Regions from separate parts of the Mus musculus genome. Here region 2 is linked to region 1. Evidence: chromatin contacts called from public HiChIP or PLAC-seq data. All regions are on one chromosome and are shown on one strand. Each heading gives the region's core, a stretch centred on a gene start, on an enhancer-like site or on the middle of the called end of the contact. The rest is flanking DNA. Distances are from core to core; before and after follow the strand shown. Region 1 has its middle 12 kb from the start of Gm34700. Region 2 has its middle 27 kb from the start of Gm34994.

What was found. HiChIP or PLAC-seq counts read pairs in DNA pulled down with a chosen protein or histone mark.
Region 2: a FOXA1 HiChIP or PLAC-seq map of pancreatic cancer cells shows a contact between it and region 1. The contact joins two enhancer-like sites. A contact is called at or near these places in 1 of 15 datasets of contacts at CTCF or cohesin (large pre-B cells), 3 of 484 Hi-C or Micro-C datasets (the G1E-ER4 cell line and embryonic stem cells), 4 of 115 datasets of contacts at active chromatin or transcription factors (acute myeloid leukemia, embryonic stem cells, large pre-B cells and 1 more) and 1 of 9 other capture datasets (embryonic stem cells).

What each region holds. Positions count from the first base shown.
Region 1 is chr5:146,685,521-146,691,703 of GRCm38.p6, forward strand. No RefSeq gene overlaps it. Among named protein-coding and RNA genes, the nearest start is that of Gm34700, 12 kb to the right of the region's middle. Within about 2 kb of position 2,556, at least 55 of the 459 cell types and tissues checked have an H3K27ac peak or open chromatin away from gene starts, as enhancers often do. A contact at or near this core is called in pancreatic cancer cells, where this site is marked.
Region 2 is chr5:147,129,423-147,135,605 of GRCm38.p6, forward strand. No RefSeq gene overlaps it. Among named protein-coding and RNA genes, the nearest start is that of Gm34994, 27 kb to the right of the region's middle. Within about 2 kb of position 3,024, at least 34 of the 459 cell types and tissues checked have an H3K27ac peak or open chromatin away from gene starts, as enhancers often do. A contact at or near this core is called in pancreatic cancer cells, where this site is marked.

The sequences.
Region 1 (6,183 bases), core at 1,306-3,805:
CAGTCTCTCGGCTTTCACGATTACGAACCAGACAAGAAATGGGTGCAGTTTGTCATCTGTGTTCTACAGACAGAGGTCGGCAATGACGAAGGTTTCAGAGCACGGCTGGCCAGGGCACGGGATCTAGCCTGCATCTCTTCGGAGCACTGCCCCCAGCTGTGGGCCTAACTGCTTCAGACGCTCAGAAGGAGTGAACGAAGTGGGAGCTAGGTCAAGGACAGCGAGGAGAGTGACCCTGGGTGCTGCTTATACCACCTGTCCCATGGTTATCACAGGAGACAGATAGGCGTCAGTTAGCTTTCCATCACTGTGACAAGCGTGCAGAGATAAATGTCTTCTAAGGAGGGACGCTTTGATTTGGCTCTTGGTTCAGGCTGCCGTCTTGCTTTCTTGCTTTGGGCCTGTGGCAGCACGTGGCAGATCATGGTGGGGGCACACAGCAGAGGAAGCCGTTTGCCCCTTTATGGCCAAGATGCAATCTCACGGGGAGGTCAGAGTCCCAGTGGTCCTTTCAAGGACCCTGTCACACTCCCTGTCACCTAACCTCCTTCTAGTAGGCCTTACCTCCTCAAAGCTCTCTACCTCCCATTAATCCCATGGGCTGAGACCAAGCCTCCAACATGTCAACCATCAGAGGATATTCGGAACCAAAGCTGTAGCAATATACTGGGATAAAAGGATAAAAAGACTCCAGCTTAAGACCTCCAGGCCAAAGCCAAGCACCACAAGGTTACGGCTGGATCCTCTCTGCACACAAGCTGGAGCTAGGCAGGCGCTCCGGGCACATCCGCCTCCACAGGCTCGACCATGTCTCTCCTCTGCTGTCTCCCACCTCACCCAGACACTTCAGAGCTCATGGCTCGGTCCCAGCTGGACAGACAGACAGACAGACAGACAGGCTTCCTATTTGTTTAAATGTCTGGACATTGGATATTTCCAAATGGCATACTCTTAGTGACTTTAGTGTAAGGAACCCAAAGACCTACTACATATGAGCAAACCAAGCTTGATGGGACACGTTCCCTTAAAAAGGAAGGAAGCCAGGGCTTGTGTCACCTCAAGAGTGAAGCTGGAAGACACACATATAAAAGTTAAATAAGACCATGACCAAAGGACAAAGCTTTGAGAATTCTGCTTCTGTGAGATCCTTAGAGCAGTCAGTCTGGAGACAGACGGGAAGTAGAATGGAGGCTTCCGGGACCTAGAGGAGTGGGGAACGGGGAGCAACTGTTTAAGAAGTGCAGTCTCCATCCTGCAAAATGAAAACCGTTCTAGACAGGGCCGCCGGTGACGGCTCTGTAGCCGTGTGAATGTAATAATGCTGACAGCGTGCATTTAACAGTTAAGATGGGAAGCCTTGCCTTATATGTACTTCGTGATTGATTATTTTTCAAGTTTGGTTGTAAAGCCCAGGCACCTTTAGACAAATCGAGCTGCCTCCAAGAGAAGACGGCATCAGGCTTTGTCCATGGCCAGGGGATGCCTGGCCTTTCCACACAGCCCCTGCCCATGAGCTGCTGCTCCTGCCCAAAGCGAGAGCACCCACCTGCTCCCCGAGCCCTGATCTCACCGCTTGTATCTGCCTAGAAAGGGACTTCCCAAGAGGTCACTGGCCACCTGTGGTCAGAGGTGGCCCTGCATGCTTGGGTCTCTCCCAACCGGTGGTAAATGCACGCAGCAAGATCCACACTCTGCGTTCTTTCTGCATACCATGCTGCTCCCGCAGAGACCGCACACACTTGGTGCTTAATAGATAGTCGAGGAAGAGAAATGCGAAAGGAGGCAGGGGAGGGTGAGAAAGGGAGATGGAGGGATGGGAGGGAGATGCGCCAACGTGGGTCAGAACTCACCTCCGCTTTATGGGTACAGATAGGGCCTCAGGATGAACGGGCAGCGGGCCATTCCCGCGGGGCTCAATTTCTCCCTCCCCTGTCTCACTCCCCAGAATTTTGGAAGTGACGGTACTCATATCCTCAGGAGGGCTGCTCAATGTGAGTGGCATCGGGGCCCATGACGAAAGCCACTCACCCCACCCCCACCCCCACCCCCAACCCCACCCCCACCCCTACCCCCACACGCTGTTGCTTTTTGCTGCCCTAGAACAAGAAACACAGAATATTCAATTCCTGAGCAGGCTTCGCACATCCAGGGTGCTACCCATTAGCTCACACCACCTGGGCACCCTATCCTCCCTTGGCCTCCTGGACCTCCCTGGCTCCCTCAGCCCCCGGGGCCCCGTATTATCCACACAATCTGTTCCCGGGTGATAATGAAACTCTCAGGTCAGGAAGAGGGAAGCTTTGTGACCCTCCTGTCGGGAGGAGGGGGTCTCTTTGCTTGTCGGACCCTGGTATTTGCTCACCTGACATTTCAATTTTGTGACAAGGTGACATGCAAAGGGGAGAGGGCACATTTTTTTGGCAGGAGAGGTAATTTATTAGACATCCACTCGCCAGCTATAAACATCTCCTTTCGGTTTGCTATTGCAGTCCCGGCCTGCCACAGGGCTGATCCCTGGTTAATGCATAACTTGGTGAGTGCCACTCTCAGGGCAGGCAAGCCTCATGCCCCCAGCTCCTCACTTCCTCCTCCACCTGACCTGACAACGGGGCCATGTCACCCTCTGCTTGCAAAGAGGCGGGCCTGAAGCTGGAGTCCCACACCGGTTGACCCAGAGTGACATGAGGTCACGCTTACTGAGTGCAGTAGGCTAGGCTTCGAGTTTTCCACCCGTGTGGGATGGCTGTGACGGCCACCTTAACACAAAAGCAGCTGCTGCACCCTGGGGATGAACCTTCTGTTTTCTGACATCCTCCCTGTGGCTTCAAATAATCAAGGACGGGGAGGAACACGCTGCAACTGCGGTGCTCTGGGGTGAGATGGAAAACAAACACGCAGGGCTAGAACCGGTGTACACGCGCCTTTAATCCCAGCACTCCAAAGGCAGAGGGAAGGCAAAACTCTGTGAGTTCAAGGCCAGCCTGTCGACATAGAGTTCCAGGACAGCCAGAGCTACGAGATTCTATCTCAAAATAAATGAAAGAAGAAAGAAAAAGCAGGTCACTTACCAATGGAACTGACTGAAGTATCCCCAAATATCCAAAGTAAACTTGGTGGCCGAAGGGAGACTTCTAGAAAACCTTAGAACGTAACACAAATATAGAGAAGCATGTTTGGTTGCAACTTGATAAATTCCCATGAAGCAAGTCTGCCTACCTAACTTGAACAAATTCAAAACAGAGCTTGGCCAGTTAGTTGGGACTAACCCCAGGTACCCCAAGTCAGAGTGACCCTCATCCTGGCCACCATCAAAGGTCTCCGTTTCCTGAATGTTCTATTGCATCTGGCTTCTCTCAGCATCCTGGTACCTATGGTTGAAGTCCACTCCTTCCATTAGTTTATTTCCCTGGGGAATATAGGTTGTGTATAGCTTTGGCCAGCATGTCAAAAACGCAGGTTCTGGGTGAGGCTGGAGAGATGGTTCGGTGAGTAAGCACAGGCTGGCGGCTCTCCCGGCAGACCCCAGTTCGAATTCCAGCACCTACCTGGTAGCTCACAATTGTCAATAACTCCACTTCCAGAGGATCAAGTGCCCTCTTCTGGTCTCTGCAGGCAGGCACCAGACACGCACATGGTATACTGACATATATACAGGCAAAACACTCATACACGTAAAATTAAAAATTTAAAATGCAGGTTAGAAGAAGGGACATCCTTGGGTTTTGATATCTGGTTTGATAGCTGGGTGATACTGGAGCCAATATCCTGCAGATATCTAGAAATGCCTGTGATGTTTTCACTTTACAAAGACAGCAGGGGCCTCTGTGGAGCCTTTTGTGAGGTGGGAAGGTCTTAGGATGTAGCCCAGTTTGATATGCACCTGTCACATAGGGAATCTTGCTTTGGGTTTCCTGGTCTGATGTTTGGTGTTGGGCTGAACCCAGAAACAATAGGGAACTTGCAAAAAGGAATTTGTGTTGGGGACGGATGGAGATAGGTGAGACTGAATGAGGGCCAGGTCCACAGGACACTTTTCTGAGTTAGCCAGCCCAGAGTCGGAGAAGGGAATGTCTGTGTGAGATTGACTTTCACCTAATGTAAGCAGAGATAAATGGAGAGAGACTCTTACAAAAACAACCCAAGTCTCAACCGCGGGTCATAAACACACCTTGGACACTGGGGCTCTGTGTGCAGATGACATGGGATGTAGTGGGAAGAGTGGGGGCCAGGAGAGCGCCCACCACACAGCCTAGTGGCCTGCCTTCTCGTGTTCAAAGGCCACATAAAAATGCTGGAGGTGGTGTGTGTGGGCAACACCAGCGCTCTGATAGCCAGATGGGAGGCAGAGACAGGAGGACCCCGAAGCTGGAGCTCAGAGCCAGCTAGCCTGGGCCACAGCGCAGTGGCAAACAGCAAAGAAGCCTTCCCCCATCCCCAAACTACGTGGAAACCAAGGACTGCCTTTGCTTTCAGAGTGCTAGGATTAAAGATGTGCACCACCACTACCTGGCTAAGGTCACTTTTTATTTGGGCGTCCCAAATCCAATTCAAACCCATCAACAAGCAGGTGTGAGATGTAAATGCAGAGAGAGTCAAAGCTGCAGCAAGATCACAAAAAGCTCAGATGTTGCCCTACATGGGCAGGACCACGCTATGCCTGGAGTCTCATCCCCTCTTGCACATCCACACAGTGTGGCCAATGAGAAGAACCAGATATCTAAGGGGGGTTGGGTCATGAGGAAACACTAAGGGTCTCAAAAAAAAAAAAAACCTGTCCTTCAGTGAGGTGTTGTTTGCCTCTTGCTGGGCTGCCCTGGGTGTCATCGCTGGTTCAAACTGACCTCCTGCTCATTGTCTCGGCTGAATTCGCCCTTTTCTCCCTGGGAGCACAGGACTCGAAACATCTCTACAGATGTTTTCATCGTCAGCACATCTGCAGTGAAGTGCACAGAAGGGATTCCACTAGACTCACATACTAAGGGGTGGGGCATGGGAAACAGACACACATCTGTAATCCCAGCATTTAGGAGACAGAGGCAGACGGATTTCTGTGAGTTCAAGGCCAACCCTGATCTACATGGTGAGACCCTGACTCAAAAGCGAAAGAAAGAGGAAGAAGTAGGGGAGGACAGGAGAAAGAGGAAGAGAGAGGGAGATGGGGAGGACAGGATGGAAGGAGGAGGGAGGACAGAGGACGGGAGGAGGGGGGAGAGAGGGGGAAAGAGAGAGACTGAAACTACTGAAACACTGCATGTGTCTTTTAAGGATGTGGACCGTGTGGTAACCATTTAAGGAGGCTGCCGTAGCAACACTTCACTTCAGTTATTATTATTTTTTTATGGGACCATTATCATCCAGAGCCCCAGGATTAATAAAAACAGAGAGTGATAAAGGGACACTTGAGGGAGGCTGACGCTATCTACTGGATCATAAGAGGAATTAAAGCTCCCGTTTGGAATAACCAATTCTGCTTGCCTCACAAGCTCAGAAAGCAAACCAGAAAGCTCAAAGGGCACATGAGGGGCCGTAGACGTGAGGCCCCCACGAAAATCCAAGGAGTCACCTCTCAGGGTTCCTGTCTTCCTGCCCACACATCACATCCTCATTCAAACAAACTTGGGGAGAGAGGGAAGAAGGGATCTTCTGGTGCCCTCACCCCCACCTACCCTCCCTTTCATTCACAGTGGACACTCGTGAGGCCTAGTGTCGTGGCTGTGACACTGTTGGCAGTTGGACTCCCTACGGCTGGTTTTCTCTGCACTTGAGCCAGCTACCTCCTGTCCTGCCCTTTAAAGAAGCCAATAGAGTGCTCTGACGCATAACAAGCCACACCAAAGCAACTGCCAGGTGTCTTGCCCTGTCTTTGGAATCCCAAGGCCCTCCTTAAATGTCTTGCCAATGGCTCCTTTCCGTTCTGTTTTCCCCAGCCCTGCAAACATATGACCACAGAGAGCCGGGAGCTGTTGTCAAGGAGGGGAGAGCCTGAGAGAGTGTCTATAAGATGAGAGGAAAGAGAAGAGAAAGACAGTACCCAGGCGGGCTGTGCCTGACCCACCCTGACCTTCTCTCCTGTCTGCACATAGCAGAGCTGGGCTTGGTGACCAAAGTGCACGTGCAGATGAAGAGCTGAGGGCCGTGGAGAAGCTATGAATTGAGATGGTGACCAAGCATCTATACCCCACG
Region 2 (6,183 bases), core at 1,774-4,273, 440 kb after region 1:
ACAAATCAGAACAGAAACATTGTCGTCTTCACTGTCATCGCCATTTACCTGACTTGTCAGGTTGTCAGGTTAGCTGCAAATTTTCTATCTTCTGCCTCAGCCCCCCACAGTACTGGGATGCCAGATGAACAATATCAGCCCCCCCCCACCCCCCGCCAGTCTTTAGTGTTTCTATCTCAGATGTCTAAGTTACAAAAGTGTGGGCTGAGGAGATGGCTCAGTTAGTCAGATGGGGTATAAGCTCTTGCTATACCCCATGAGGACCTGAGTTTGTGTCTCTAGCACCTACATAAAAGCTGGGACATGCATCAACACACCCAGTGTTGGGGAGAGAGACAGGCAGGTTCCCAGCTCACTGGCCAGCGAGAGCCTGGATTGGTGGGAGATCTTGTCTCAAAAATAAGATGGAAAGAACTGAGGGAGACAGCTGACACTGACCTCTGACCTCCACACATGCCTGCATGCACTGACATCTCTCTCTAAAAAGCTGCTGATGGCCTATTTTTGTTTTTTTGTTTTTTGTTTTTTGTTTTTTTGTTTTTTTTTTTTTTTTTTTTTTTTGAGACAGGGTTTCTCTGTATAGCCCTGGCTGTCCTGGAACTCACTCTGTAGACCAGGCTGGCCTCGAACTCAGAAATCCGCCTGCCTCTGCCTCTCGAGTGCTGGGATTAAAGGCGTGCACCACCACGTCCGACCACAAAAAAAGTTTTAAAACAAAATTCTCATCTATTTATACCTTTCACTTAAGTGTCTGAATCTTAACTGCTGAGCCATCTCTCCAGCCTGTGTCTGAATATCTGATTGGGTGTTTTTAAGATCTGTTGCTGGCTTCCTTTTCTGGGCTGTCCTTTCTGTCTACATACATTGTGTTTGACTTGGGAGATTCCCCCCCACACCACCCCACCCCAGTGGACCCCACCCCATCCCAGTTGGAGGAAGTCACACATAGAAAAAGATTCGAGGTAACCAGTCATGTGTCAGACATAGAACGATTTAAAAGTGTTATATAAGTTACCAGCTAGTCGGGGAACAAGTCCAAGCATATGGCCCAGGCATTTATTCATAAATAATTAACTCTCAGAATTGTTATTCAGGAAATGAGGTGCTGGTGGAAAAGCCTACAATTATAGCGTCCCTCTGCATTTCCCTTGGCTTCTGTATCCCTCCCTCACATACACACACACACACACACACACACACACACACACACACACACTCACACACACAAAACCTACTTTTATTTGTGGCAGTTCATTGACCCACATCCCTATTGCTGCCCAAACCCCATCATGGGCTGGTGCCCTGGGCTGAGCAGAGAGACAGCTCTCTCTGCTCATATGCCTCCAATGTGTGTTTAGAAAACACATTGGGGGGGGGGGGTTCTTTCCCTCTGGAAACAAAAAAAGATTCTGGTTACTGCCACCACCCCCAGCAGAAGAATATTGTAATTTATAGTCTGAAGTCAGGAGTAATCCCAGCCCCTGTGTGGTTGAGGCAAACGAGTATTATTCTGAGTCCAAGACCAACCTGGACTACAGTGTGAGTCCCAGGCCATCTGAGCTGCAGAGTAAGTGTCAAATGTGTGTTCTTAAGATGCAGTGGCCACAAGCATCTTAAGTGCTTTGGTCTGAGCACTTGGGAGGCAAAGCAGGGAGATCTTTCTCTGAGTTTAAGACCAGCCTTGATCACATAGCGAGTTCCAGGTCAGCTGGGACCACACAGTGAGACCCTATCTCAGACAAATTTTTAAAAATGTGTGTTCTGGTCTTATAAAGAATGCTCATTCCTGGGCTCAGTGGTTAAGGGCACTTGTTGTGAAAGACCTGATTCCCAGCACGGATATGGAGGTTTGCCATCTTCTCGGGCACCAGGCATGCACGTGTTCCACAAACATACATGCAGCCACAACACACACATATAAAGTAATCAAAATAAATCTAAAAAGGAAAAAAGAGAGAGAGAGGCAGGATGCTTGTTCCCATAAGGCTGGCAGTGCTGTGCAGTCTGTGTTTTATAAGCACACAAGCAAAACCCTGGCATCTCATCATGTTTTCCTCCCTGAATGTTAGGAGATGGAACAGTTAGGCAGGGGTGAGTGTGGAGGGAGAACGGTGCTGGGGACAGAGCTCTTGTCCTGCGAGGCCCAAGTCCACACTTACCTAGATTGCTGCCCAACCCTCCTTCCCATAGCCTTGGCTCCTCCTGAGTTACACAGTGGGACACATGGATGGAATTCACTCAACCAAACTTTTGCTGTTAGCTGAAGAAAATTTATAAATCAGAGAATTAGGCTTCAATAACTGTGCCTACCATTACCTCTCTCATACTCAAGTTGAAATAAAAGCTTTTGATACCTTCTTCCATAGTCTTGGCGAGCAGAGCAGATTCAGAATAATACTAATATATATGTAAACGTGTGTGTGTGTGTGTGTGTGTGTGTGTGGGTGGGTGGGATCATGGAGATGGGAGGGCATACCATCTAGGGTGCACAGGTCTCCGTTACAAGCAGGACACATTACAAGCCGTGTCCCCCAACCTGGCCACTGGTCTGGGCACGGCTAGGTTCCATCACCATTCCTGAGGTTTCCCCCGAGCCTCTGAAATGTGGTCCTCAGTCCACAGAGGACACACACACATCACAGACTGTGTGACTCATAGAACACATGAAGCATGCTCACAAAATGGTTAACAAGGAAGGGCTCTGGTGAGGAGGCCCTTGGTCCCTTGTGACCATTTGAGTGACTCACAGCAGAGCCAGGCAGAAAAGCCAGGGTGAGCTGCTACTTAGTTTGGGGATGTGATTTTTTTGGCCTTATGAGACATAGGGTGAGAAGCTTAGAAGTCATTTTGGGGCCAGAGATTGGGGTTTTCAGTCTATTAACAAAGAGACTTATAATAAGAAAGCTGTCAATCTCTGCCACATGAATTCGTACAGAGAAAAATGCTGGGATCGCTGAGTAACACCTTATTGCCACAAAGGGCACCTTCCCCCCACCACCACCACCCGGCTGTGCACATTCTGAACACTTTTGTCTCTCAGTCCTGCCCTTTCTGGCTCCCCAGCCTTCTAAATTCCAAACTGTTCCCCTCTGGGTTTGACTGAGTGCCTCTCTCTTACACACACACACACACACACACACACACACACACACACACACAGAGAGAGAGAGAGAGAGAGAGAGAGAGAGAGAGAGAGAGAGCCTAGTGCTCTCTTTAGCAGGTGCCACTCTTCTGGGCCAGGGTCTTTGTGTTGTGCCATCAGTGTGGGGCAGGGTTTGTCCAGCCAGTCCCAGAATAGGGCTGCTGCTGGTGGTGATGGTGGTGGTGGTGGTGGTGGTGGTTTCAATATTAGGAGTGGAACCAGACCCAGGACAGTTTAACCTCAGTGTTTAGTGCTGTGCCATGCTCAGTCTATACTGTCCCTGAATAAGTGATGAGATGAATAAGCAGACAATCCCAGCATTCCAGGGGAGGAGGCAGGAGGATTGTCAATTCTAGGCCAAGCCTGCCCCACTGCGAGACTCTGCTCAAAAGAAAAAAGAAAGGTGAATTAATGTAAGAAGAATTCTATGCAACCTTAATTTTTTTTTTTTTTTTTTTAGCCAGGCATGGTAGAGCACGCCTTTAACTCCCAGCATTTGGGAAGTAAAGGCAGGTGGATCTCTGTGAGTTCAAGGCCAGCCTGGTCTAAAGACTGAGTTCCATGACACCTAGGCTTTGCCTCAAAAAAAAATTGTTTTAAATTTATTTTTACATTATGATATACAAATATGATATGGGCATTTGCCTAGATGTAGGTGTGTGCCATATGAATGCAGTGCCTGCAGAGGCCAGAAGAGGACGCTGGACTCCCTGCAATTGGAGTTACAGGCCGTTGTGAGCCGCCATGTGGGTGCCGGGAATCGAACCAAGGTCCTCTTCAAGAGCAGCCAGTGCTCTGACCGTCTGAGCCATCTCTCCAGCCCCTGTATTTTTAACTGGTTAAGAGGACCACAAACTTACAGAGTATCAAAGCCACTTTTTCAGGCTCTTTAGTCTTCTGATTAAGGGCATGTGTTGCGGCCTTAAGACCCTAACTTAATGCTTGCCGGCTCATGTGTATTTACGAATTGGGAATCCTGCACCAGTTGGTTGTCTTCTTGTTGCTCCTTCAGTTCTCAAGCTGAGGCAGAAGGCTTCTAGTGATGTAATTTGAGAAATGAAGTTCGCGACTGAGAGCTTCTACTGGACTCTATGCTGTGGAGCTAAAGCGACAGGAATACGCTCTGCCCGGGGCCAGGGAACAGAGAACGGCTGTTATCCAGGCACCTTCAACTCTGCTTCGCTTATGGGGCAACGTGTAACTAAATGCCAATTAATTTTCCCCCATCCTGGCAATACTGTGAAACCGCAGAGCATTCTGAAAGGGTTGCCATTTGGTCTTTTGTGCCCCGTGTTTTCACCCCGCGCCTTCACCTGGGTGGTACCCTGCAGTTTTGTTCATTTCAGCGGCGGCGTGAGGGGGCGGGGGAGGGGAACGACCTGGCAGGCAGAAAACAAGAGCGAGGCATCATAGTTTTTCAACGATTTTAGCAGGATCCCCCATCAGTGGCTTTTCTGCCTCTCTCTCCCTCCCAGTGAGCAAGGAGGGCTGATGTTTTTAGTTGTTTATCCACAAATAGTAAATAAACTCAGTGGCCGTATTACATCTTCTTTCATTATCTCACTGAACTTTGAAAGCCTCGACCAATTCATCCTCTGGATTCGGCCTTTTTTTAAAATTAAAAAAAAAAAAAAAAAAAAAGGAAGCACCAAGTGCCATCTAACTAGTTTAAAAGAGAACAACAAACAAAGCAGGCTTTTTCCTCCTCCTGAGCTGTGTATATAATTACTTGAATAATGTTGAATTTCACCCATATGCTGGGGAAGAAAAAAAAAGACACCCCCCAAAAAAAATAAATAAATAAGCAGTGTGAATTCAAACTGCAAATGAATGGAGCCAGCCTCATTCATAAATGTCATATGAGGCTTCAGATTAAAAGGAAACTCTGTCATTCCAGGGACGGCAGCTGTTGTTACGTTGAACAAAATGGATACAAATGGGTATTATTTTAAACTGAAATGCTTAATTTTAGACCTAACAAGCAAGCTGTCCGCTGTGCAGCCAGAGTCACAGGAGTCGTGGTCCCCAGTAGAGGGCTTGATTGCACAGGAAATCAAACTCCCAGGAGCTGCTGACCAGGCACTGCAAACACACTGGCAATGTTTGAGTTACTATGGCAATCACAAAATAGGAAGGCCTTTTCTTCTCTTCCCCATCTCTGCATGCAGCCTCGGGCTGCTCCTGAATAGGCCACATCTGCAAAAAGTTTTAACACGGTACTCAGATAAAGAAAGGGTCCCCAAAATGGGCACTGACCCGTCTCAAAAAATGTTGCAAATTTTACATACAAGAATTGGGGAGCTGGGCCACTTTGGGCAGGTTATGTCATAATGCAGACACAAAGAGATGAAAGGGCACGAGGTTTTGGCTGTCAGGTCCTGAGAGGAGGGGACAGCAGCAGTCAATGACAGCTTAAATGCAGATGTAAGGAGAAAAGTCAGGGCTTGGTGACAAAAAGTTACTGGTCAATGAATGAGGGAGAAATTTCAAACACACATACACACACCAGACAAAAGGGGGAAATACAATATATGTGTATATATATAAAATCTATCTAGAGAGATTTACTGAGAGAAACTCCAAAGCATTTTAGCAAATCTTAGAACGATCAACCCCTGTGAAGCCAGCACATGGCTCTTTGGAGCAGGCCTTTGTAGATTTCACATCCCATGTCTGTGTCCACACAGCTTATCCACAGCCCTGGGTGTTTTCAAACAATGGCAGAGCCCCCCAGGGGACTAGTATTGTCCACATGGCTTGGTTAAAAAGAATGTTTACTGATAAAACACATATGCACACACACTCATATACACACATGCACACATCCACTCATATGTGTACACACACACACACACACACACACACACACGCACACACGCACACATGCACGCACGCATGTATAGATGGGTTTCAGAGACAAGCCTTTTCTTGGAATTAAGGGGCCATCAGTTCACAGTTGGTCTGGGTTGAGAGGACCTCCTTCCCACTCACCCTTTCTGGGTCCCCACACACTTGTTAAAGACATTCCGATTTTGAGTCTC